2 separate regions of the Capra hircus genome follow, and region 1 is linked to region 2. Evidence: chromatin contacts called from public Hi-C data. All regions are on one chromosome and are shown on one strand. The core of a region is the stretch at or near the end of the contact, and the rest is flanking DNA. Distances in the headings are between cores, read along the strand shown.

Evidence for each region. Hi-C and Micro-C count contacts between places; a contact is called where the count stands out from the background.
Region 1: a contact with region 2 is called in a Hi-C map of blood, with 1.8 times the contacts expected there. The contact joins the enhancer-like site here to the promoter of KLHL3 in region 2. A contact is called at or near these places in 2 of 5 Hi-C or Micro-C datasets (both in blood).

What each region holds. Positions count from the first base shown.
Region 1 is chr7:61,407,109-61,413,209 of ARS1.2, reverse strand. All of the region lies in intron 6 of KLHL3 (kelch-like protein 3), which reads right to left. Among named protein-coding and RNA genes, the nearest start is that of MIR874, 23 kb to the left of the region's middle. Within about 2 kb of position 2,784, at least 2 of the 5 cell types and tissues checked have an H3K27ac peak or open chromatin away from gene starts, as enhancers often do.
Region 2 is chr7:61,332,474-61,338,911 of ARS1.2, reverse strand. KLHL3 (kelch-like protein 3) reads right to left here and starts at 2,295. Exons shown (of 15, transcript XM_005682967.3): 1 at 1,836-2,295. The coding sequence starts at 1,849.

The sequences.
Region 1 (6,101 bases), core at 1,535-4,034, 74 kb before region 2:
AAAGAATAAAAAGAATCTATACTTAAAAAAGTATGGGAAGGCTGCTCTTCACAGAAAAGTGCCAGCTAATAAGGTAAAAGCACAGAATTAAAAAAACATCACTTTGCAACCACAGATATAATAACTGATTCAGCCAGTGTCGCCCACAGATGCTGAGACCATTGGGTGAAAAGTTGTTGGGAACAAGATATCCACAGTTCCCAAGCGTCATCTGACAGAATACTTATCAATCACACAGGGAGCATGGGGGAGATTCAGACTGGCTGATCTGACAGATACCACCTTTACCAAGTGGTCAAAGTTAACACCACTAGTAAACAGGCCAAATTTATACTACACTCCTGAACGCGACTTAATGAGAGGGAATCAGCATTCTCTATGCAGTAGTCTTTCTAAAACGTTAAACCTGAACCTTATAGCAAAGAAATAGACAACTGCATGTGTGGGACACTCTTCAACATAAGTGTCCTGGATTCCTCAAAACTGTTAGCATTGGGGACTTCCCTGGCCATCCAGGGGGGACACAGGCTCAAACCCTCGTGTGGGAAGACTTCACATGCTGAGGGGCAACTAAGCCTGTGCTCTGTAGCACAACTACAGAGCCCATGTGCCCAGAGCCTGGGGTCCACAAGGGAAGCCACCACAATGAGTAGCCCATGAACCACAACTAGAGAGCAGCCCCCACTTGCCACAACTAGAGAAAGCCCAAGTGCAGCAACAAAGACCTAGTATAGTCAAAAATAAATAAACAAAAAAATTTTAATTGCCATTTTAAAAAGCTGTTAGCATTATGAAAGACACTAAAAAAGGCATGGAAACAGAAGATCCCCTGGAGAAGGAAATGGCAACCCACTCCAGTATTCTTGCCGGGGAAATCCCAAGGACAGAGGAGCCTGACAGACTACAGTCCATGGGGCCTCAAAGAGCTGGTCATGACAGCATGCACGCTTAATCTTCTTCTTCAGAGACTTAGAACTAAATGCAAGGCATGATCCTTATTCGGTCATGGATTAAAAAGAAACAACCATGAAAGACTTTTTTTGAGACTGTTAGGAAATTTGAATGCCGACTGTATATTAGAAAATATTATTGTGTCAGTGTTACATTTGTTTGGTATGATTATGGTTTTATGGCTCAGAAGGAGAATTTCCTTGTTCTTAGGAAGGGCAAGCTAAAATACTTAAGGGTAAAGTGTCATAATGTCTACAATTTATTGTCAAAAATAAAAATTAAATATTTAACAAAATAAAAGATTATAGAGAGAAAGAGAGAAAGCAAATGAAGCACAATGTTAACAAATGGTGAATCTAGGTAAAGAATATATGAATGTTCGTTCTTTTCCAACTTTACCATAGGTTTGAAATTTTTCAAAATAAAAAGTGGAAGGGAGAAGGAAAAAAAAAATCCTAAGAGAAAAGGTAAACACTACAGAAAAATTTACAGTTTCAAAATTCACAATTTGAAATGAAAGCTGTATCTCCCAGTGTGGGTTAAAAACCTCCAATTTTTCTTATTCTAATTGTGTATTTGTGTGTATTGATATGTTACTAACGCTTTGGCCCTATTTCCTAAACATGTACTTAAGTCAGGCTGAGAATACTCGGATTGGATGAGATATCAGAAAGGAATCCATCAGAAAGAAGAGAAGGAAGAAAGATGAGTGGAATGGAACAGAAGGGAAGGCGCAGTATACATGTGTAGTTTGCTCTCATTTCTATATAAAATAACCTACATGTGTACAAACACAGACATACACGTCACGGAAATCCTCCTCGTCTAGTTCATTTCTAAAAATTATTAACTCTCACGTAGCTATGTGTCTCAACCTTATTGCATTATTCTGTAAATAATTGCGTGTTTCTTCAATTAACCCTTAAGATTCATGAGAACAGGGACCTTGTCTTACTTGTTGGCACATAATACACATTCAAATGTATTTAAAGAATGAATGGACAAAAGAGTTCAGAATGAGCTTGTAAGCAGGCCGGAGCAGGCAGCAGGGTTAGGGAAGCAGAGCCAGGCCCTAGAACCAAAGGATGCCAGAGACGCCTGGCTTTGCTGAGTTAGGTGATGGACAGCTACACCTGCTCTGTTGTGCACACTGCCTTCCTCTTCCCTTTACTGGACTGTGATTTCTACGGGGTGAGAAGGGTATCAGCTCTGTCTCTGCACTTCCTGCCACCAAGCACAGTGCCAGGCACAGAGCTCATGGCCGGATGAGAACGCTTTCCTAAAGAATGAACAGCAGGGCCTTGAGTAGGTAGGATTTGCTGATCACACCGTTCTGTCAATCAGCATAGTTTTTGTTATAGAAGCTGCAATGCAGGCTGAGTCTAATGAAGTCGATATTTAACCTTATCTTTATTTTTGGCTTGACTTGTCTAACTGGTTCCGCTCAGTTGCACTGTTTACCTACTCAGCTGTGAAAGCCACAGCACTTGGCAGCAACAGTGACCTTCTCCACAGCTAGAGGAGGTCGCATACTTTTTTCATTTAGATGCCATATTTGGAAAATAAGCAAATGAACTTCAACTAGCCTATGGGCCTACAATCGTTCCCAACAGTCCCTGCTGTCAAAGGAGTGGCCAAGGCAAAGGGGCAACAAGTAGAAGCAGCAGCAGCTCATGTCTAGCAGCAGCTCGTGCCCAGCACCACACTCTCCAGAAACACCATAACCCCGGACTCTCCTGACGGCCAGTGAGTATACACTCCGGCCCATACTGAGTCACTCACTCAAGTCCAGAGCCAGAAAGCAGCAGAGCTAGGTCCACATACTCCCATCTCTAATGCTCAGACTCTTTCCCGTTATTCTCAGTAGCTACCCAGTTGGCAAACCTCAGCCCACAGGCCACATGCACCTGTTTTTGTAAATAAAATTTTCTTGGAACACAGCCATGCTCACTCATTACAAATCATCTACGGCTGCTTTCACACTTTAATAGCAGAGCTGAATTGAGAGGCTGTGGCCCACAAAGCCTAAAATATTTACTCTCTGGCCCTTTAAAGGAAAACTGCATAAAGCCCTGGTCTCTTAGATCTAAGCAGCAACCCTGTGGCTTCAATCATGGGACAGGGTAATGTCTACTTAGATGAAAACTTTTTTTTTTTTTGTGGGCCCCATGATGAAATAACCAGTTGCCCCCAAGGCATACTTAGTGTTTCACTTTTAGACAAAGAAAGTGAAAGTCACTCAGTCGTGTCTGACTCTTTGCAACCCCAAGAACTATACGGTCCATGGAATTCTCCAGGCCAGAATACTGAAGTGGGTAGCCTTTCCCTTTTCTAGGGGATCTTCCCTATCCAGGGATCGAACCCAGGTCTCCCGCATTGCAGGCGGATTCTTTACCAGCTGAACCACAAGGGAAGTCCATAGCATCATTTCCTCACTGCTTCATGTTTCAGAACCAATTTTTTGAGTGCTACAAGGTTGCTACATGGAAAGAAGATGGAGAAAATCAGATTTCATAGTCCTCAGCTCATACCTCTGATGGAAGCACAAGCCTTGGTCAGAAAACACTAGATGAACCTGATCCTTCCACTCTACCCTCTAAGTTATAGAGGGAGCCAAGCCAGACGTACCTGTATACTGAGCAAAGAGGGTAGCCCTGGGGCACTCTGCCCTGCTTGATTCATGCTGACGTATGGCAGAAACCCAACACAATGTTGTAAAGCAATTATCCTCCAATTAAAAATAAAAAAATTAAAAGAAAAATAATGTGTTCTGAGAATGAAGAGGGGGACTCAGATTAAAATAGGGCAGGGCAGTGACTTGGCAAGGGGAAAGGTCCAGTTAAGGGTGATTCTCACCCAAACACGGGATGAGGAAATAAGCTAGCTTTGAGAACATCAGGGGAAAATCTATATTCCTACATGGACCAGATTTGCTACTCAAGATTGAGAAGGACTAATTTCAGCAATAACAGCAGGCACAGTCCTGAGCATTTTACATGTATGACCTCATTTAGTCCACCCTAGACTCTGTGAAGGAGGTACCACTGCTCTCATTTTATAGATGAGAAAACAGCCTTAGAGAGGCTGGCAACCTGCGCATGACCCTTCTGCCAGGAAGCAGTGGATCTGAGACATGGACTCACCTCTAATGCCAAAAATTCAGGTTTAACATTATGCAATATAGCATCTCAGAGGCACAATTATTTGAAAAACCTGGGCATACTGTGGAGCTGGGAAACTATGTTTCTAAATCCAAATTCCTAACTGCACTCTCCCTGTCATCCTAGAACATCCCCTGGTACATTTTTCTTTCCTAGGGACTGAGCCAATAGCATTTGCCAAATGCACTGCCATGATTTTAAATCAAGAAGACAGCACTTCCAATGTGATACACACACACACACACACACACACACACACACACACACACACAGAATATGAATCAGCCATAAAAGAGTGAAATTTGCGACAACATGGATGGATCTAGAGGATATTATGCTTGGTGAAATGTCAGAGAATGACAAATTCCGTATCATCTCACTTATATATGGAGTCTAAAAGACAAAAAAGCAAATGACCAAACAAGACAAAATGAAAACAGACTCACAGACAGAGAATAAGCATATGGTTGCCAGACAGAAGGAGGGCGGAGGGATGGGTAAAACAGGCGAAGGGTACCAAGAGGTATAAACTTCCAACTATAAAATAAGTCATGGAGAGGCAATATACAGCATAAACAATACAGTCAATAATATTGTAATAAGTGTGTGGGGACAGACAGGTACTAGACTTAATGTGATCATTTCATAATGCATTTCAGTGTCAAATCGCTATGATGTACACCTAAAACTAACAAAATATTGTATGTCAACTATATTTTAATAAAAACCTTTTAAACTTCAATAAGATTACTTTAAAAAAAAAAAAAAAAAGACAAGACAGCATATCCAGACACAAGAGTGATTCTGTCACACTTCTGTGCTCTTTCTCAAACCAAAACTTAACAAGAGGTGTGTTGTCCATATTCCCACTCCTTGCCACACACAGCATGGGACACAGCTGGGAGCAGTGATGGGCTGGAGCTGGTCGCAATTCAGTGTCTAGTGACACTACCTTGGTGGAAATATTTACACCATGGAAATTAGCAAAGGGATCAGCAAACAAACCAAAGCTCTTGGGATTCTTTATTGGAGAGCCAACTGCTAAACATTTACCAGCATATCACTGGTCTGAAGGCTCCCCAGACTCTAGGAAAACCTCATCTAGTCGCCCTCATCTCTCAGATAGTATCATCATCTTAAGGTTCGACACTGAAAAAGCTCTTTCTTGTAGTTGTTTCATTTCAGACCCACAACAGTTCTGTGAAACAGCTAGGGACACTCACAAAAAGAGAACTTGAGGTTAGACAGTGAGAAAGTGGTCTACCCAGTCATGACGTCAGGGCAGCAATCACAACTACTGCTTTCAGTCTGCGCTTTCACAGCACCCTGTGCTCACGAGCCGCATATTTGTTTGCATGTGTGTTTGACAATCTCTGTCTCCCTCCATGTAACTGTAAGTTCCATGAGGCCAAGAATCTTGTTGTTTATCTGTTCATCAATGTCTCTCCTGTGGCTAACATAGTATCTGTCACACAGAAAGCACTCAAGAAATATTTCTTGAGAGAATGGATAGATTAATCAAAGCAGGAATGACTAGGCACATGGTTCTTTCTCTTTCTCCAACAGCACACTGCCAGAAATCTGACTTCATATAAACAAAAACAATGACAAAACTATAACAATAACAGCACCTTGCCTGGAAATTGTTCTCCAGGTTTCCACTACTGTCCACAGCCAGCAAAAGACTTCCACTATGATTCACTAGACAAAGGATACGGGAAAGGACTGAAGCACAATGGTTGGACACAAAGGCCTCCAAGCTGACAGACTACTTCAGCTGTACTGATCCTACACATGACGGGAACATGACCCAAGGAGGGACAACAACGTCTAGCCAACACGGCATACTGAGCTGACTTAGAAGGAATCTTCCCCTATAGCTCTAAACACATGAAAAAATGGTATAAAACCAAAAAATAGATTTGAGCCATACTCAGAAGCAAGAGGTAAAGGCTGAGTGCTTTAAATAACAAAGGATTTAAGTCTGGG
Region 2 (6,438 bases), core at 1,046-3,545:
GCACAGGATGAGTGATCACAAGAGAGACCCATTGATCTCTCGGTAGGGGTATATGAGTGAGCAGTAGGAATGGAGACTGGAGCCAGATTTCAGAAGACTTGAATGCCTGGCAGGGTAAGCTGGTCTTAGAGTGGGAACAAAAGGTAGTGAGCTCGGTGACCTGGTGAACACTGGAAGCTGCAAGGTTTGGATTTCTCTGCTTTTAATAGAAGGAAAGCAAAAGAACACATGTAAAAACTAGGGGTTGCAATGCCAAAGACCTCAGCCATCCCAGTTGAAAGGCACCAGAGTGCTGAAGAACAAGAGAGCTCCTAGGAGGCCAGGGCTCATTACATTTTGGAACACAAAACTGAGAACATAGTAAGTACCCAAAAATGCTTGGGAAGCAGTGCTTTGATCTACTGTTGCTAGTCTCAAATGGACCTTTCAGTCCTAATATATAAGCAAACAGGCTTGATCTAGAATCTCCAAACCTCCGTTCATATCACCCCTGTCCTCTGTTAGCTACTAGACCAATAAGAGAAGGTAAGGACACTGCACACTTCTGCCCTAAGGAAGCAGGCTTTCAAATGCTCTGTCACCCAGGGGGCCACAAAGAATCCAACACTAAGCTCCTATTGCAAAGGACACTCAAGGAGAGACACTCAACCAGTACATTCAGTCTAAAAAGTCCCAGTTCTCTTCCTAGGAGTTACATCAAGAAAGACAGCCCCCGGGGGCCTCTTCAGACAAGAGGACACTATACAATCCTGCCAGTCCTAATGGGGTTTAGAGAGGTTTAATGACATCATTGTGCCCCCATGAGATGTAAGACTGGGGACAATCCATGCAAAAGAAATTGTTTATTGAGGTACACTCCAGGCATTGTTGACTTAGTTGAACCTGTTACCCTTTAACCAGCTAGTTACCATCTGAATCAAACTGGTGACTTAGAGCAGCAGCCCTCCTCCCTCAGGGGTCCATTGGCTCTTAGTCTTCTCACCTCAAGGAAAAGGCAAGCCTCGTTCTCTACCAGCCGCAGACTCACAGAATGGAGAGGAGATGTTTTGGCACACAGAGAAGTGACCTGCCCTGCACCACACTCAGCACCTTCATAATTAAAGAATCAGAGCCTCAGATAACAGCTTTAAAATGTATTAAAATGCATGGGACTGCCAGGAAAAAAAATCTCTCGCTAGTTAGATCCAGCTCAACAGAAGTACTGAAATTTCCTTCTGGTAATTTCTATTTCATAAAGAAACCCCTGATGAAAGGAGCAAGAGTTTCCCTAAAGAATATAACTTCCAGTATCATTAGGAAACTTTTCAATGCAAATGGAAAGTTCCGAGAAAGTGTCACCTGAATGGATTTCTCTCCTTCTTACTTGAACTTGTGTGTGCATACAGGTACACACACACACACACTTTTAGGAAAGACATCAGCTTGGCATGCTTGTTGACAACTTGAGCAAGTACTCTATGCCAGGCCAGCCCTGCTATGACATCAAAAAACACCCACCAAAGAAAAAACACCCCGAGGAAAGTAGCCAGGAAAGGGAAACGCCTCCTTGAAACAGCCTGATACAGCCCATGCTGAAACTCTTCCCAAACACCAGTCAGGAAGTCACTTCTTTCAGGGTGCTCCGCTGCCCTGCAAACCCAGACCTGTCTCTGCGGAAGCCAGATCTCTGGGGAAAGGGGTCTCCCTGGTCTGGCTCTGCCGCCGGCTGGGATCCATCAGTGACCAGGTCTTCCAACCCTGTCTAACCAACGCCAATACAAAAGCTGGTGGCTGCAGTGTGAGTGCGTATATACGTACACAAACACACACACACACACTTATACACACGTACCTACCTTTCCCCGTCCATTGTGTGAGGCCCAGCTGGGGTGGCAGCTGCTGAGCTGTGTCTGTACCGGAGGATCCTAGCTCTGTTCTGCTCGGTTCTCCCAGCCAACCAGCGGGAGATCTGATCAACAGCAGTGATTCAGCATGGCTGCAAATGAAGCCACCTCCCTCTCGATCCTCCTTGCTCTGACTTACTCTCGGCAGCTTCTACCGCAGAATCAGCAGCAGCAGAAAACGTCTTACCCAGAGCTCCCTGCAGCCCTTTCAGCTGCTAAAAGCAGCAACCCACTTGCTCCCCCTCCCCCGCAGGCTTGCTGCTCCTCCGTTTCCTAGGAACAGCGCAGCAACAGCAACCCAAGTGCAAGGCCACCTTTCCAGCCGCTTCCACATCTGCCCAGGCATCCCCAGGCAACCAGCCGACCCCAGTACCTCCTGCCTCCTCTGCCTAGACTGAAAAGATCTGGGCAGTTCCTCACTAGCCCGAGAAATACTGGTCCCCTCCTCCTCCCCTGCCCCCATAGGCTGTGAGTCTGTCAGCCTGGCCAGATTGCTGGAATGAGGAGGCCCCTCTGTGGCTTCCAGTGGACTTTATCCACCTGGGGAAATTGACTTGTAGGTCACAGCTCATTTTCCAGTTCCTCCTCCCAAAATCTACAGCAGCTCTGAGAGTCTGATAGAGGAAGAGAAGTTAGGGTAAAAGAGCCTGATGGAACCGAGAAGAGAAGAATGCAGAAAGAAGTAAGAAAAAGAGAACTGAAACAAACACTATTTGACTGCAAGAGGCTAAACTGCAGTAAAGCCATCACAATGGGACCACATACATTTATTTCCCCAGGCCATAACAAAAGACCACAAGTTCCATAGCACAACCCTAAAACACCTTCCTAAAGTCTCTCATGTTAAAATCTGACATACGCTGTAGCTCCAAGCAATCAGTCTCCAACTAAACCCCCCATCTCCAGTCAAAGACCTCTCGCACCCTGGAATCTCCAATTGCCTTTCAAGCCTCAATTCTGACCCACCTATGCGAAAACATAATGTAGGGGGCATGCTGGAGGCTGCTCTGTACCTCAGAGCCACAGTCAAGGCGCATAACTGGGGCAATCAGCCACTGGTGTTTGCGTGGTCAGTTCCTTTCAGTTGCATCTGAATCTACAACTCTATGGGCTCGTAGCCCAGCAGGCTCCGCTGTCCATGCGATTATCCAAGCAAGAATACTGGAGTGGGTTCCCATTTCCTCCTCCAGGGGATCTTCCCAACTTAGGGATCAAACCCACATCTCCTGCAGCTCCCGCACTGGCAGGAGGATTCTCTACCACTGAGCCAACTTGGGAAGCTTAGCCACAAAAATGGGTTAAGAAACTTCCTTGATGCCTCAGAAAGACCACACATGAGCATCTCTATTCTTGGAATCCTCTGTGTCCTGTCTTTGCTTTTCAGGACCCATATTACCACCATCTGGTTGAGTGACTTTCAGTCAGTCTTTTCCCTACTCTCGACCTCAGCCCCTCACACATAACGTAGGGTCAAACTCTAGAGTCCCTTTCAACTCTAAAATCACATAACTCTAAAAATGTCTTAAATGTTCCATTTTTCTTCTTATTAGCCTGTAAGATTGTTTAAGAAGAAATTTTTACTGGACTCTCAAGTTTTGAGGGGGATTTAAGGAAGATAATATGAAGTATGTGAAAGTATGAGGGATGCTTAGTAAACTTATAATAGTTGTAATTTTGACCTGTTAAATTTCTTCACTGCCAGAAAGCCCTGAGACCATAATGAGGGAAGCCGGACACTGAGGTAGCAGAAACTAGGAATAACTTAAACTTTGCACAGCCTCCTGAACCCAAACTGGCTAGCATGTTACTCTCAAAGATTACTCCCCACCACTGACATCACAAAGTCCTCTTAAATAAGGCCATTAGGCAACTACCCAACTCATTCTTTCTCAAGTGAGAAGGGGCTCAGATTTTATTTACACCCTACAGCCCTGTATCACTACTTCTTCCTTTCACAACAATACCCCTCCTATCTTTCTCCCTCTGCCCCTTCCTCTTCTAATCAGCCTTGTGGCTCTGCTCCAGATATTTCCTCTTGAGGTGAATCACAGGGACCAGAAGTTGAACATCACAAATAAGGAAACTAAATCCCAGAATCCATGCCAGAGTGCAGACATCCACCAGGAAGATGAGTGGATGATTCATAAAAGGGATACGAGACTAAGATGAGTCTCTCACAACTTCATACCCCTAGTCACAACCTCACCATATAGAAAAGGGGGGCAGGGGAAGTGTCACATGAAACAAACCAGAAACTTTTTGAAGATCAGAAAAGTAAATACTAAAGGACCAAGCATATTTCAGGTTTCAATATATTACAACTCTGGAGAGCCAGTATAAAATGTTTACACACTTTCTTTGGCAACCTACTTCTGCAGTGCTAACCAATGTCACCACAATGCATGTGTTGAAGCCATACTGCTCTCACCTGCACTTTATCCTCCACTCTATCCACGAGAGATAAGCTGAACAGAGACTTCTTGGAGAAGGGCATCAAGAAAAGAAAAGCAAAACCAGGGTCTGAGCTGAACCAAGAATCAAAGTCTCCAGACTCCTGGCACAAAGTTGCCATCAGAAGCTCCTCTGCTATCAGTGCTATACTTTACACTTTCTACTTTATTATCCAAGCCTTCTCTGGGCCACAGGCTGAAACTGCTTGCTCAAGGCTAACTGTCCTAACTGGATTTCAGATTAAGGAGAGTCACTATGGGATTCTTGCAATAGAGGAAAGCCAAAGGAACCAAAGTAGTGCCTTCCTGTAGGAAGAGGTCCCATGTTTGGAATTTCCAGCAGTAGGGTCTCACCTCCTTGCTGGGCCTCCTCCCCATACCCAAAGCTTCTCCCATAGCTTACCAAGAGTCCCCACCTCTCCATTCCAGAACCATTAACCCAACCATCTACATCAACTTTGTTCAGAATCTTCCAGCTCTGTGCGGCTGAGGAAAAAAACCATGTGAGAACTTTTTAAGTAGGTTTGGTCTAGAGAATTCTCTGCTCCACACTCCATCTGTCCACTGGGAGCCTGCATAGCACAGCTTACCTGGAGGCAGTAAGCACAGCCGATCAGTCTTCCTTCTAAGTGTCTTTTTCTTTTCTTGCTTTTTTCATCCTTCTTCAGAGCCTCACTCTTGCCCAGAAAATCCCATGGACAGAGGAGCCTGGCAGGCTACAGTCCATGGAGCGGGCAAGGAGTCAGGCATGACTGAGTGACTTCACTTTCACTTTTAAAGCCTCAGTTCCTCACAACTGCAGGCACCAGAATACATACAGTGGTCCCACACCCAGCTGTGCATCAAAGCCATCTGGTTGAAAGTATAGGCATCAGGGGATCAAAAGACATAAAAAGAAATTTTTTAGGCTTATGGTAGTGCTCCATATCTTGACTGTGACGATACTATACAATTGCATACAACTACTACACTTTATCAACCTAGAAGTGTCTAGTTTGAAAAAACTAGTGTTTTATCAGTGTCTAGAAGGAGGTGAATTTTGTCAATTATACCTCAATAAACCTGGGAAAAAGGAAAATACCACAGTACCGGGCTCTACCACACACCTATAGAACTGGGACCGAAGGAGCGGGAATTTCAGCCAACTTCATCAGCTCAGCTCAGTCACTCAGCCGTGTCCGATGCTTTGCGACCCCATGAGTTGCAGCACGCCAGGCCTCCCTGTCCATCACCAGCTCCCGGAGTTCACTCAGACTCATGTCCGTCGAGTCGGGGATGCCATCCAGCCATCTCATCCTCTGTCGTCCCCTTCTCCTCCTGCCCACAATCCCTCCCAGCATCAGGGTCTTTTCCAATGAGTCAACTCTTCACATGAGGTGGCCAGCGAACTTCATAGGTGACACTAATGCACAGCTAAACGAAAAGCCCACAAAGAAAAGAACTCAGGCCATTAGAATCAGTCAGACCAGAATCTGAATATACTTACCAGAAATATAACCCTTAGCAAGGTACAAGTCTTAATTTCCTCATCTGCAAAAAGAAGATAATAATGGATAATAATAGTACCTACCCCCTAGGGTTGTTAGGTTTCAAGACTATCAAGCTCTTAGCAGAGAGCCTGCCCTGTAATAAACACTGAGTAACCATTAGCAGCTATAATTTGCATTGCCTATGCCAATGCTACCAAACTATAGCTCTGTGAGTCCTTAGTTTTGAGGTCAAGAAGTCAGACAGGGTACCTTGTGCCAGGAAGCATAGCCCTGGGCCTCTCCTGGAGTCATTCAGTGGTCCCTATTACCAACAGGTCACCAAGGACTAGGCAAAGTTAAATTAAGGCCCACCCACACCTGTATCACCAAAACTTCCCCTCAGATTCCTGACTACTTTGAGTAGACTCTTCCTGTAGATGCTTAGCATGTTCCCAGCACAGGAAGCCAGGCAGAAAATGAAAAGGAACTCAAGGTCCGAAAAAGTCAAAAGGTAAAGAGAACAGCATCTTATCCAGAGATGCCTGGCTTCCCTCAGGACACCTCCTGTGAGGGAGAACCCATGCGCTGAACATATTCAAGAGAGTAATCACCTGTGGCATTTATGTTACACTGTAA